Regions from separate parts of the Mus musculus genome. Here all the other regions are linked to region 3. The links are chromatin contacts, called in public Hi-C and promoter capture Hi-C maps. All regions are on one chromosome and are shown on one strand. Each heading gives the region's core, a stretch centred on a gene start, on an enhancer-like site or on the middle of the called end of the contact. The rest is flanking DNA. Distances are from core to core; before and after follow the strand shown.

Region 1 (4,368 bases), core at 453-2,952, 670 kb after region 3:
CATAATTTGGTGGTCCATACTCTAGGTTTTACGCACTTTCCCATATGTTCAGTTTACTTCGACTAAAAAGAAAAACTTTTCAAGTAGATAAAGAGTATGGGGGTGGAAATAAGAGAAGGACAAAGATTTTGTTTTTAAGTTGCTATTGGATGAAAGTTTTTGGCCTTGAGGCAGAGTCTCAACTGTATAACTCTAACTATGAGGCACTGTCTCTTGGTAGACCCAGACGACCTCATATTTGTAGAGTCTCCTGCTTCTGTCTCCCAAGGGCTAAGACTGCCAACACTCAGGCAGCCATATAATCAGTCTTAGTTTTCCTCTCAATCTATACTCATTGTGCACAAAAACTGGTCCTTCTGGCGAAGACCTAGTGTTGCCCAATCTAGGAGTAACTTCCATATCCAAACATAGACTTGGCTGTGAAACCAAAATTGGAGTTCAACTACAGTGACATTTGCTGGGCCCTTAAAAAATATAGACCTTTGATATCCTAGCAGCGGAGCTGAGCCCGGGGTTGCTGGATTAGCAGGTGGGGACAGGTTTTTGTGGCTACATTTGTTATCATTGTCCAAAGGAATGGCCCTCTCCAGTTGCTGTTGAGCATGTGTGCTCAGTAGCCAGCACTCTTTTTCTCTCCTATATACATCCTATCCTTATTCAACGGTCTAGAGAAATGCTCAATTGCCCCAAGGAACCTTTCTAGGGAAGAAAGTGACAGGAAAGGAACCTCTGGTCATAGGCTCTATGGTCTAGAAAAATGCTCAGTTGCCCCAAGGAACATTTCTAGGGAAGAAGGTGACAGGAAAGGAACCTCTGGTTATAGACTCTACCGATGAAGGGGGAAAGGCTGGAAATGGGAGTTCCTTTATAGGGAGGTCACATCCCCTTCACAAAAACAACCCAAAGAGAACTAACTGGTACTGATTTTGGATTGATGAAGTGAAGACACCCCAGGGAGGAAGTGGCAAAAGCGAGGATGAAAACACTTTGATTCCACAAGGTGCGTCAGGGAAAGTTGGCGTTCATTTCGCCCGGGATGGAGACTTCTCTCCCACGGGGCCACGATTGGGTCAAAGGAAACCCCCGCTCCCCTCCGCCCTTACCTCATTGGTGTGTGTAGCCCCAGCCATGAGTCTACCAAATTTTCCCTCCAGTCTGCCCATCCCCACCCCTATCAAGGCTGGAACTTTATTAAGGCAGATTAAGGTTCGGTCAGTCGCCCAGAGGAACAAGGAACCTGGAAGGAGAGATGAGGAGCCTGATGAATAGGAACTGTGCCCAGGAAGAAGGTAGGGACTGGGCGTGGAGAAGGAACACGCGATGGCTGCTGCGGCCCGGGCGATCGCCAGCTGGCCGGCTCAAAGGGGTGGTTTCGGGTCTTCTGGAAGGCCCAGAGGCTCACTAGAGATAGTCAAGATTCAGGAGTACATGCGTAGCAGAACGCTCGCCTTGAGAGGCCGTGGGAACTCAGGAGCGCAGCACCCGCCCGCGCTTGAGCACCGCGAGCCCACAACACCCTCCAATTCTGAGTTCCCGTCACTCTGCTGCGTTTTCCCCCTCACCCCGCCCCCAGCTCAAGAAACGCCGGGGAAATGGGCGGGGCCTGGGCGGGGCCCGCCCCTTTTCCTGCTCTGATTGGCTGATGCAGTTGTCCATCCTGACTCTATTCTTGATGGAGGGGGGTTACCACCCGCTCTGCCCCAGATCACGTTTGCCACCCACAGCCAAACACTCTTGTCCAAGTCCGCGGGCAAGAGGCGATTGGGGACGAGCGAGCTCGGCATCTCAGGCCCAGTCCGGTCCACACCAGCCCGAGGCGGAATATCCTGATCGCCCCCCACCAGGCCACCTCCCCTCGTGGAATCGGAGCGGCGGCCTCACAGGAAGGCAGAAGCGAAATGTAGCGAGCCGGGTGTCGCGGTTGGACGCTCGCCTTGCCTGGGGGTGTAGCGGGGAACACGCGGGGGCTCGAGGAGGACGGCTGAGGGGGAGGAGTGATGAGAAGAGGGGGTACCCTACATCCCCCAATTCCGCGGGCCCCTGCTACCACTCTCCAGGCGCCCTTTCTCCCCAGCAAGGCGCAGGTCAGTGTTGTTGGGTCTGGGAGGGAGGGAGACGAGGGCGGGGGACTCCAGGACGCAGTGCTTTTGCAGTCTTGAGTTGCCGGGAGTCGGCGGAAATCAACTAGGCACTCCTCCTCCCCACCCCTGTAGTTGGGGATACCTAAACCGGGCTTTTTTGTCCATCCCCGCTTGGAAAGGAGACGCGGCTTCCTAGAGCCTGAGGCCCATCGGTAGTGGCTTTACTGCTGATGTAGTTGAGAGACTGGCCTGCTCCCCTTGCTAGCCCCCTTCCAGGTCAAAGTGGCCTGCCAGAAAGACGGGAGGGAGGGGGCAGTCAGGTTTTAGCGAAGGAACTCAGAAACTTTGCTGGCTCGGGGGCGGTGGACTCAGACTGAGTGTTTCCTCTTGGCTGACTAGTGAGGATCTTTGAAAACAACGGTGCTGTGTTAAGGTGGCTTGGCTGGTGACCGAGTTAGTGGAAGACTCATAACTTGGGCCCTAGAGTTTGATTCTGCCTTAACCAAACTGGAGTTGACTAATTGTGAGTGTTTGGAATACTAACAGCCTGTTCATCATACCTGCAAAACCCTCTGGATTTTTTTTTTTTTTTTTTTTTACTATTGAGAGCCATGCTGGTGAAATGCAACAAGTTGGTGGCAATTCGTGGGGATTCCTTTAAGCTAAGAAAAGCAGGGCAGGCAAAGACAGACATGATTTGGGAGTAAATGCATATTAGCTTGTGACACTTGGATTTGCCTGACTTTGTTTTTCTTTCCTCTTTCTACACCTTTTACCGATGATATTTTTGTTTTTAAGAGTTACACCATGTCTGGCTGTCAGTAACCCGAGAGGAAAGGGGGAAGGCCAGGCAACCAAAAATGTAGGAATAAACAGTAGCTTCACCCTCTGTCTCTTCAATCTAGTTAACTGCCGGGTCCTATCTGACAGGCTCACAGGATCTAGCATAGAGAGAAGTGTAAATGCAGCCTGGACCAGGGTTTAGCCTGTGGTTTCTGTAACACTCGACTTTCAAGGGCAAGAGTAAGAAGGAGGCCTCTGGTTCTTGGCCTTGGTCTTGGCCGGCTTGCCCTGCCCCGGTTGCCTGGGGAGTTCTCCTGGCTTCCTCTCCCATCCCAGCAGGGGGCTAGGACAATTAGAGGTCTAGGGATGCTCCCCTCAATGACCAGCCTCTCTGTTTGCCCTGTCTTGCTGTTGCTGTCTTGTAATAAGTCACTCAAGAAGAGTGAATGCGTAGGGAGTTTGCATCTGAATCTGTAACTTTACTGATAAGGGACTATACTTAAGTAATACTGAGTTCTTATCAAGATCCGAGAAAACAACTAATCACATCCCTGCCCACCCCAGGTTGCTCAGGAGGCAATGCCAAGGTCTCCTATGAAGCATCCTCCTTTTGGGTGGTGGTTTGCTGGCTGGGAATCTGCTGGGAATAGAACTCACTGCATCTCGACATGAAGTGGGGCAGGACAGTGTAATTCTAGCAGGAAAAGAACAGCTAATAGCCACCCCTGTAACACCACATGCTCTGCAGATCATCCTAGTAGGAACTGGTTTTTGCTATGTACCAACATTCATTCTCCCCCCCCCCCCTCTTCTTTTTGTCCTTCCTCCCAACGTAAGGTGTTCCACACCAATTCTTGTGACTTTAAGGACCAGGCAACTGAGAAAGTACAAGATCCTCTCAAGAAGGGAAGACATCTCTGGGAGAGAGAGGAAAGATAGCAGACACTGGGACCAGCTGAGCCCAGCCACGGTGCTGTGAGAAGCTGAAGCCACCCAGCAGGAGTGAGAAGAAACCCTGGCCTCAGATTGAGGCTTCGTTCTCAACGATCTGAACTCATTCAGCTTTTCCCAAGAGAGGGCTGCAGCATCAGGCACTCCAGACTCAGGTTGAGCTCTTCTGCTCCTGCTCTGAGGAGCTGGCCACTGAGAACCAAAGATTGCCCCTGGCACAACACAGAGCTGCTGGGAGCAGGCACCCACTACCCATAGAGGCAGCTGCTGCATCTGGTGAGGACTTTGTTTCCTTCCAGCTCCAGGCTGCATTGCTTGATGGGGCTGTCTTTTGGTAGATCAGTTTTTACAGTGCCCGGTAGGAGTGGAGAGCCGTGGGAAGAGGTCTTGCGGCAATCAAGCCTGGGTTCACCCCAAGACTAAGTTCTTTCCCAAGTCAGAGTCGAAGAGAGAAAGAAAAATAAATAAATTCTCCCCTCCTCTCCTCCCTGCCTGTCATGTCCTCTAAGCCAGAGCCAAAGGACATCCACCAGCCGAATGGTACTGGCCCTAC
Region 2 (4,228 bases), core at 1,375-3,874, 600 kb before region 3:
CTCTCTCACACGTCAAGTTTTTCTCTTCCCTTCCCATGTTTCGGCTTTTTAGGTAGTATTTTCATTTTAACGTACTTACAGCCCTTCTGTGCTTTCGTTTTGCTAGGCCACGCATCCATTTAAGTTTGTTTATGTATCTTTTCTCTGCTGGGAAGTCCTTTAGTGCCTGGTTTCCACTTTTAGTCTCTACTATACTTTTGTAACTTTTTGAAGTTACCTTACTGGATTTTCTTTCTTTCTTTCTTTCTTTCTTTCTTTCTTTCTTTCTTTCTTTCTTTCTTTCTTTCTTTCTTTCTTTCTTTCTTCTCTCTCTCTCTCTCTCTCTCTCTCTCTCTCTCTCTCTCTCTCGATTTATATATTTATTATATATAAGTACACTCACTGTAGCTGTCTTCAGACACACCAGAAGAGGTCATCCAATCTCATCACAGATGGTTGTTAGCCACCATGTGGTTGCTGGGAATTGAACTCAGGATCTCTGGAAGAGCAGTCAATGTTCTTAACCGCTGAGCAATCTCTCCAGCCCATCCTTTCTTCCTTCCTTTCTCTTCTTTTCTTTTCTTTTTTCTTTTCTCTCCTTTCTTTCTTTCTTTCTTTCTTTCTTTCTTTCTCTGTCTTGTGTTTTTTTTTAATTGTCTTAATTTTGCACTAAAACAATCTAGTTATTGTTTTTGTCTTTCGTTTTTAAAAATATTTTGAAACTTTCTGCTTTCTCTTTCCAAAACTTTGCTCTCTTCTTTTTTCCTTGTATTTCATCTGTTTTCTTTACTGTTCCCTTTCCTTCTTCCCTCATTTCATTGAATTCCTATTTCAAAATAAGAATTTGGATTTGTTGTCAGTTATTCATATATAGGTGTGGGTAGGTAGGTTGGTGGGCGTGTGTACAGTAAGTGGAGACCAGAGCATCGCATATCCCTGAAGCTGGGGTTACTGGCAGTTAGGAACCACCTGACACCAGGGGCTGGGAAGGGAACCTGGATCGGTTAGGAGATCGGCCATGCACAGCAGGGGGTTCCCCTTTCTCAGGATTAGAAACAAACCACAAACACCTGTGTTTTCACAGAGAAGTCCTTTATTAAGTGTTGGGGGGTGGGGCGCTGGGAGGGTTAAAGTGGCTGCTTTCTGACTCAGGCAGAAAAGCAGCAACAAAAGACCTGCAGGCGTATCCCAGCAATCAGGAGGCAGAGGCAGTCGGATTTCTGAGTTCAAGGCCAGCCTGGTTTACAAAGTGAGTTCCAGGACAGCCAGGGCTATACAGAGAAACCCTGTCTGGAAACAAACAAACAAACAAACAAACAAACCCCAAACAAACAAAAAAAAACAAGCAAGCAAACAAACAAAAAGAAAACAAAAAGGGCAGGGCTGTGTTAGAATGGGCTACTAATGGAGCGGATGTGGTATATTTTATTGGGCACATTAATTAGGAGAGCCAAAGGGGGCTTTTGACTGTGGACTTCAATTCTTTGATAGCTGGACCTCCAGCCTCAGGAGGAGGAAGTGGCCAAATAAGGAAACAGAACTTGGTGGCTATGACTGTAATCTATCCGTTTTTAGCAAGGCAGAGGGAACAGGGGAGAAGGGCAAGGCCTGCCAGAGCCGTGCTGGCCAGGGTCCCTTCAGGGTTCTCTGCAAGATCAGCGCATGCTCTTTACCGCTGAGCCATCTCCAGCCCCCTTTAAACAATTTTTAACTTCATTGTGTTCTGGCACATTAGTTTTGTCACTTTTCGTGGCTATCAGTGAACATCAGTGTCTTTCTCTATGTTGTGTAGCTTGATGTTGGTGCCCTTGAGGTGGCTCACTTTCTTCTTCAAACACAGTTTGGTTGCAGGACAGAGAGAAACAGGTGGGAACAGCCTGGAAAACTCTTTTCTGCCCTTAGCTTTCATCATGCAGGAAGGTGCTATTAGCCCACATAATGAGAAAAGGCCATAGCTTGTGTTTCCCATTGGTGAGCATTGAGTCCTACGACACCAGGCAAGGTGCTCACTGGTTCAGTGAACAGCAATGATACAAGCAAGCCTATGCGCTCACCCGAGGACCTCATAGGAAAGCCAATGGCACAGAGGGGAAGTCCGCAAACTGGAAAAGGAATCAGAACCGGACTTCGAAGGTCAGCAAGGAGGAGCGCTGCAGCAGAAGAAGCTGAGGTTGAAACAAAGCAGGCAGGAAGCTTGGACAATGGAATGAATCAGAGTTAAAGCAGTGGAAGTCAGCATCCAGAACAAGCTGAAGAAAGAATTCCAGGAATCGGGAGCAGAGAAGAAGCTGAAGAAACACAGCATTGAAACGGAAAGAAAACACTGAGCAAGCGCGAGCACAGACTGCAGGTCACTGCGGAAGCTGAGTCTCTTTTTGGGTGTGCTTAGCCTCAATAAAAACAATTGGGAAACAGACTTAAAGGGAATCTCCAGGACAACTAGGGTTTAAAGAGAAAACAGTCAAGATCCGGTGAAATCCTGGCAGCCACCAGGAGGTGATGAAGGAAGGTCACGCCTTTTAAGTTAGACGCGGGATAGAAATAGCTTCTTAAGAATAGGAAGGGCACTCCCAGGCCTGGAAATAGAACAGTGAGCTAAGGAAAGCCCCCGGAAGCACCTGGCCATGTGGTGACTGGTCTTTTATAACTCACCTCTGCCCTCTTCCGTTTGTATTTCCTGGGCTTGCTTTGATGCCAGAGCAGGGAAAGGACTCCTGTCTCTCTTCCTCGGCAAGCTGGCTTCATTCACAGATTAATCTTGGTGTAACCTATTTAGTCCCTCCTTTCCTCTCACAGTAGAGGAGGCCCTTTAACCTGCCACAGCCCTAGGGTGAGAGACTGGTCTGGCCAACAGTTGTGGAGAGTGGAGGATCGGATACTAAGAAGCCAAAACGTTGTGGAAAGAAACACTGCCCTTAATGTCCTGGAGCTGATCTCACCAAGTGAGAGTAACCCTGGGGTTTGATTTTCTGAGCCTGAGATCAGTGTGTGGAGCAAGTGCTGTAGCTATTTTTCCGTGCTCTCGTGCTCCCGATGCACTTATGGGTTATCCCTCAACTACCCCAGGGATTCCAATCTGGAGTCTTCAGAGGACAAAAGACCCTGGCCACCCCACAGACTAAGTATGGCCATCCAAAGCCCTTATAGTCAAAGGAAGAAATCAGGTGTTGGGTGCTTCTTCCGAACAGGCACAGGCACAACACTGTAAGATTACATAATCTGGTCCAGACTAGCAGGAGGTGCTGGGCCCTCCCTCCCCTCCTTCCCCTCCCCTCCCCTCCCCTCCCACAGCAGCCTGCTGCTGCCTGCTGAACTCTTGATGGTTACAGACTGTAACCATGTGACTGAGCACATGCTCAAAAAAAAAAAAAAAAAAAAAAAAAAAACGAAGGAAGTCTCAAGCCCCAGAATTTTAGATGAGGATTTGTGTCCAGACCCAATAGAATCAGGGAGATGCAACTCAGTCATCTTGAGTATTTAAGTGCAAAGCGCTATCTCCCTATTCTGTGAGCAAGTGCAGGTGTGATCTCACTCCTGTGAGTTTATGTGAAGATGCTGCCAGGGAGAAGCTGTCACTGTCCTATCCACATACTAATTTTCCCCAAAAGCCTATTTACCAATGTCCTTTGTATGGAATCAGTCCAGTCTTTCTCAGAGACGACATTGCAGTGCTCAGAGAGGTTGGCCTGGGCGTAGACTACTGTGACTGTGATCTTTGTACCTGCTAGGAAAGCATTGAGGCCTCTCCACTGTATCACTGCCTTCCTCTTGAGCTTATAGCCCCAAGATTCCTCCATCTCTTTTCTCCACACCCCCATCCCATCCTCTACCTGCTTAGCAACCTGTGCATGTGAAGTGTACTTTAATAAGGTAGCCCCAGGGGTGTGTGCTTTGGGGGGAGGTGGTGGGTAGACATGGCCAATCCTCTTCATGCTTTGAAAGGGAAATATATGACTTGCTAATTTGCGGATGACACTCATTTGGGAAGTTTTGCAAATATCAGCCGCAATGAATAGGGAAGGAGTTGAGAGGGCCAAAACATGAGAGAAATAACAAAATTAATTTCCATTTGTATAAATACTAATTGATGCACCAGAGGAAAATGAATATGGAACACAGATATCAGCTCACAAGGAGGGCCAGTGTATTCAGAGCCCTGAATCAGTGGGATTGGGTGCAACGTACAGACACAGGGGCTGTGGGCTTCTTGTTCCCAGGGAGAGGTAGAACACAGGTAGAGGGTATCAGT
Region 3 (4,947 bases), core at 1,635-4,134:
GAGATTAACCCCCTTCCAGCAAATTTCACTCTTAGTAGTTGTAATGCTGTAATTCCAGCTATGTTGGGAGGCTGAGACAGGAGAATCACAAGTTTAATGCATGCCTGGGCCACAGAATGAGTTCAAGGTCAACCTGGACAAAAAATACATATGTACATATGTATTAGTCAGGGTTCTCTAGAGTCACAGAACTTATGGATAGTCTCTAGATAGTAAAGGAATTTATTGATGACTTACAGTCAACAGTCCAATTCCCAACAATGATTCAGTCGCAGCTGTGAATGGAAGTCCAAGGATCTAGCAGTTACTCAGGCTCACGGAGCAAGCAGGCGAAGGAGCAAGAGCTAGACTCCCTTCTTCCAATGTCCTTATATTGTCTCCAGCAGAAGGTGTAGCCCAGATTAAAGGTGTGTTCCACCACACCTTTAATTCCAGATGAAAGGTGTAGCCCAGATTAAAGGTGTGTTCCTTAAACTCCGAGATTCAATCTTCTGGAATCCATAGCCACTATGGCTCAAGATCTCCATACCAAGATCCACATAAGGATCTCCAAGCCTCCAGATAAGGGTCACTGGTGAGCCTTCCAATTCTGGATTGTAATTCATTCCAATATAGTCAAGTTGACAACCAGAAATAGCCACTACAACATACATACATACAATAAACAGCTGGATATAGCTCAATGGTAAAGTACTCACCTACCATATGAAAGGCTCTAGATAACACACACACACACACACACACCACACACACACACACACACACACACATACACACACACACCACACACACACACACACAGAGTTTTCCTTCACCTTGCTCTGCAATTCTGAAATTTTGGCCAAGAGGAGATGATAATCTGAGAACCCTTTGAGGAACACTGGAGTTGTTAAGGGATGCTGGTTGCTGGCTTGTTTTCAGCCAGCTCTCCAGCATGAGAGTCCTCATAGGCAGAAGGCAACTCATGATGCAGGCAGAAAATGTGGGATGAATTAGTTACTTTGTGTTCCTGCAATAAAACACTGACTAAAATCACCTTTGGGGAGGTGTACTGGCTAGTTTTGTGTCAACTTGACACAGCTGTAGTTATCACAGAGAAAGGAGCCTCCCTTGAGGAAATGCCTCCATGAGATCCAGCTATAAGTTATTTTCTCAATGAGTGATCAAGGTGGGAGGGCCACTTGTGGGTGGTGCCATCCCTGGGCTGGTAGTCTTGGGTTCTATAAGAGAGTCTGCTGAGCAAGCCAGGGGAAGCAAGCCAGTAACATCCCTCCATGGCTTCTGTGTCATTTCCTGCTTCCTGACCTGCTTGACTTCCAGTCCTGACTTCCTTTGATGATAAACAGCAATGTGGAAGTATAAGATGAATAAACCCTTTCCTCCCCAACTTGCTTCTTGGTCATGCTTTTTGTGCAGGAATAGAAACCCTAAGCCAGGAGGTAAGGGCTTATTTGGCTTATACATTCCAGTAAGAGGTCCAACACTGAGGGAGGTTAGGGTAGGAAATGCAGCAGAAACCATAGGGGAACTGCTGCATACTGGCTTGATCAGCTGGCTTTCTAACACAACTTAGGACCACCTGCCCAGGGATGGCACCACCCACAATGGGCTAGACCTTTCTACACCAATCCTTAGTCAAAATGCCCTACAGACTTGCCTACAGCTCAGTCTCCCACGGAGGCATTGTCTCCACTGAGGCTCCCACTCCTCAGATGACTCTAGCTTTTGTCAATTCCACAAAAGAACTAACCAGCATGTATGGATTTATGCTCTTGATTAGGAGAGACTGGGTGTGGCAGTGCCTATGTCTCTGAATCTTGGCTCCTACTTATTGGCCATTAATTTCTAGGAAGGCAATCGACATCTTCGGATCTACAATAGTTTCCCCAGTTTGAAATGTCTAGTATTCCCCTAAAATTTTCTTCAGTTCTCCAGACCACAAACACTCGGTGGTACATATCCTAAATGTGACTTCATAGCAGTCCAAGGAACAGGAGTCTGCAGGTAATGCTTTCCTCTAGGCTCCTCTGCCTTTGGTTTGGGGTGAGGTGCTTCTAATAAAAGTCTGGAGGCTCAGAGGTGTAGAAGTTGAGGCTAGCAACTAGGCCCTAGTATATGACAGGTAGAGATTGCCAGGCACTTTGGACAATCAATGTGAAATTAGTTTAGCAACTAGGATGATGATGATGATGACGACGACTATGATAATGGTTACGGTTAGTGAAAGGGCACTCTGCTCCGAAGAGCTGATATGCAAACGCTAGTTTAATAGAACATAAGCAACCTAGGTTTAAGTTTAATTTAAACCTAAGTTTAAATCCTTGTCCGTAGAGTACACAGTTGTTTCTCTGAGGGAAGCCCCATCTTTGTTATTGAACTTTGTTACTAGTAGCCTGGGCAAAACCGAATCCAGGGTGGAGTGTATTCCTTGTTGCTGCTATTATTACAGCGTGCAAATTAAACGTCAAGGAGGAAAAAAAAAAAAATCCTAGCTGAAGCCTTTAGTTTGTAATACCATATAAAGATATGGATAAATAAAAGCCTTTAAGCATTTAAAAGCATTTTTAAAAAGAGGGCGAACCAGCATTCAATGAAACCTGCAAGTTTAATAATATATGAATTCAAAAAATAAAATATGAACTCAGTTCATTTTGTGGACTTGACGCATGTCGAATAGACTGCAATCAGGCAGTTTCTTCTCAACGCCGTATCTAAAGCGGATGGAGCAGAAAGAATAGAACTAAGACGTTGTTTGCACAACTGGCGTCCCTAACTACAGACCCGCAGGCTCCTAGGTACACCCGGTTCCAAGTGGAAGAGCGGGAGCGGAAGTTCCGGAGTCTGTCCCGCCCCTCCCCACCTGGCGCTGCGTCAGTTCCGGGCCAGCATCAGGGCTAGGGCCGGGTTCCTAGCAGGCTGTTTTTTGGCGCCGAGTCTCAGCATGGCTGCCTCCAGGGTTGAGGGTCCGGGAGCCGCCACTCCTTCGTTTTGTTGACCGCCCCTGGCGTCTGTGCTCTTCTTGTCTTTCCTGAGCTACTCCAGCAGACATGTTCGCTAAGGCCTTTCGGGTCAAGTCCAACACAGCCATCAAGGGCTCGGACAGGTGAGGGAGAGAATACTTTTGCTTAGCCTAGCGAGGCTCCTACACTTGTAGGGCTGCACATAGAGACCCCAGGGAGCCAAGCAGGGGTGTTAGAAACATTTTTGAGGATAAGGTGTGGGGGTGTCTCTTTTTATCTTCCAGCTGGTCTTTTGGACAATAAAGTTGAGTTAGCGTGTACTGGGCTCAAGCTAGGTTTTGTGGGAGATGTAAAATGAGGGAATATAAGTCCTCCATGGAGTTTAGAGTCCATGGGAGAACTCAGATGGTGTACCAAAACTAAAAGTATAGGGGGGGGGGGGGAAACGCCTAAACGATTATTCCTGGCCGGAGAGACTGGTGTCGGAGAGGTCCGTGCCCTGAGGTGGCAGAGCCTAAGAAAGCTGTGGTAAGGAGAGATGTTAACTCTCCTTTTTAAGTCAGTGTCGTAGACACGGATAGCTCCGCAGGGATTTTGGAGCCAGCTTTCTTTAGGTATCATTCTTGGTGCCATAGTAGCCTTTTAATGAGAGGTTGACAGATTGCCAACCAGTCTAAGACAGGAGTGGGGACAGCATGTGAGGTCATCTGTGTTTCCAATGACTTTCTAAAGACTAACTTTGGTTGCTTAGTGAAAATAGGTGTTCCGATGGAATAATATGCCCAGGAGGTCTTGAGAATAATGAATAAGACAGATAATAGGATTTGGAAAAGCTGAGAAGGGGGCATCACGAACCAGGCAGTCTTTCTTCAGTCTTTATGATTTGTATAGTCATTCTGAATGTCTGTATTTATTAATGTGCATCGTGCTGGTGTGCTTTCTGCAGGAGAAAGCTCCGGGCCGATGTGACAGCTGCTTTCCCTGCCCTGGGAACAGATCAGATCTCTGAATTGATACCTGGAAAGGAAGAGCTAAATGTTGTGAAGTTGTATGTTCACAAAGGGGATTCGGTGACTGTGTACACGAGTGGTGGTAACCCCATCCTATTTGAACTGGAGAAAAATTTGTATCCAACAGGTATGGTAACCAGATGAAATGCCCAGACTGCAGCCCTGGTGAAACACGTTATTCTCTGTTGATTTGGTGTGATATTTGTTTTTGTTTTCCCCCATAAACATACCTTTTCAAATGAAATAAACACAGAATTTCCCAATACTATTCCTAAGGATCTTCTGGGACCTAGTGTTTCCAGAATTGACCTTTTCACCGTAAGAGGGATAAGAAACAAACGAAACCCCCGGCCCCCCCCCCAAAAAAAACCCAAAACACATGGAAAAATGGCAGTGCAAAGTTCTGAGAGAAAGGAGCTGGGGGTATTGGGAAGAGTGCTGAAGTGTTGCCAAAGGTGGAATTTTAGAGCATGTAAAGAAAATATGGCGTAAACCATCTGTAAAAGGCTTTTTCTTAACACAGTGGAGAAAATGTACGCTCAGGACTAAGCTGTGTCAGTCACACACTTCCCCTGAGCTGCTTCATAGTGGGTTTTCCTAGTTAGAGTCTCTCTCTCTCTCTTTTTTTAAGACAGGGTTTCTCTGTGTAGTCTTGGCTGTCCTGGAACTCACTCTGTAGACCAGGCTGGCCTCAAACTGAGAAATCCGCCTGCCTCTGCCTCCCAAGTGCTGGGATTAAAGGTGTGCCCCACCACTGCCCGACATGTTTTATTTTTCTTTCTGAATTCTAGTTAAAGTGAGCACAGTGCTTGGCATTTCTAGATCTCCAGCAGAGAGTGTTTGTTAATAAGTATTTCCTGGGTCTCTTGGTACAGTGTACACACTGTGGGCCTATCCGGATATTCTACCAACTTTTATAACATGGCCTCTGGTATTGGAAAAACTGGTCGGGGGAGCAGGTAAGAGAACTTTTCTAT

Evidence for each region. Promoter capture Hi-C pulls out the DNA fragments that hold promoters and counts their contacts. Hi-C and Micro-C count contacts between places; a contact is called where the count stands out from the background.
Region 1: a contact with region 3 is called in a Hi-C map of B cells, with 10 read pairs. The contact joins the promoter of Slc41a1 here to the promoter of Eif2d in region 3. A contact is called at or near these places in 1 of 484 Hi-C or Micro-C datasets (B cells) and 2 of 115 datasets of contacts at active chromatin or transcription factors (both in embryonic stem cells).
Region 2: a contact with region 3 is called in a promoter capture Hi-C map of pre-B cells, with 10 times the contacts expected there. The contact joins the enhancer-like site here to the promoter of Eif2d in region 3. A contact is called at or near these places in 6 of 39 promoter capture datasets (the 3T3-L1 cell line, the C10 cell line, hippocampal neurons and 3 more), 4 of 484 Hi-C or Micro-C datasets (cerebellar granule neurons, cortical neurons and palatal mesenchyme) and 2 of 115 datasets of contacts at active chromatin or transcription factors (embryonic stem cells and large pre-B cells).

Annotation. Positions count from the first base shown.
Region 1 is chr1:131,826,310-131,830,677 of GRCm38.p6, forward strand. It overlaps Slc41a1 (solute carrier family 41, member 1), which reads left to right and starts at 1,703. Exons shown (of 11, transcript NM_173865.3): 1 at 1,703-2,084; 2 at 3,702-4,368. The coding sequence starts at 4,313.
Region 2 is chr1:130,548,362-130,552,589 of GRCm38.p6, forward strand. The region is part of intron 2 of Gm16083 (a long non-coding RNA gene); the gene reads left to right. It also overlaps a transcript of Zp3r not described here. Among named protein-coding and RNA genes, the nearest start is that of Gm16083, 35 kb to the left of the region's middle. Within about 2 kb of position 2,625, at least 58 of the 459 cell types and tissues checked have an H3K27ac peak or open chromatin away from gene starts, as enhancers often do.
Region 3 is chr1:131,150,323-131,155,269 of GRCm38.p6, forward strand. It overlaps Eif2d (eukaryotic translation initiation factor 2D), which reads left to right and starts at 2,885. Exons shown (of 15, transcript NM_001136070.1): 1 at 2,885-3,103; 2 at 3,907-4,097; 3 at 4,846-4,929. The coding sequence starts at 3,048.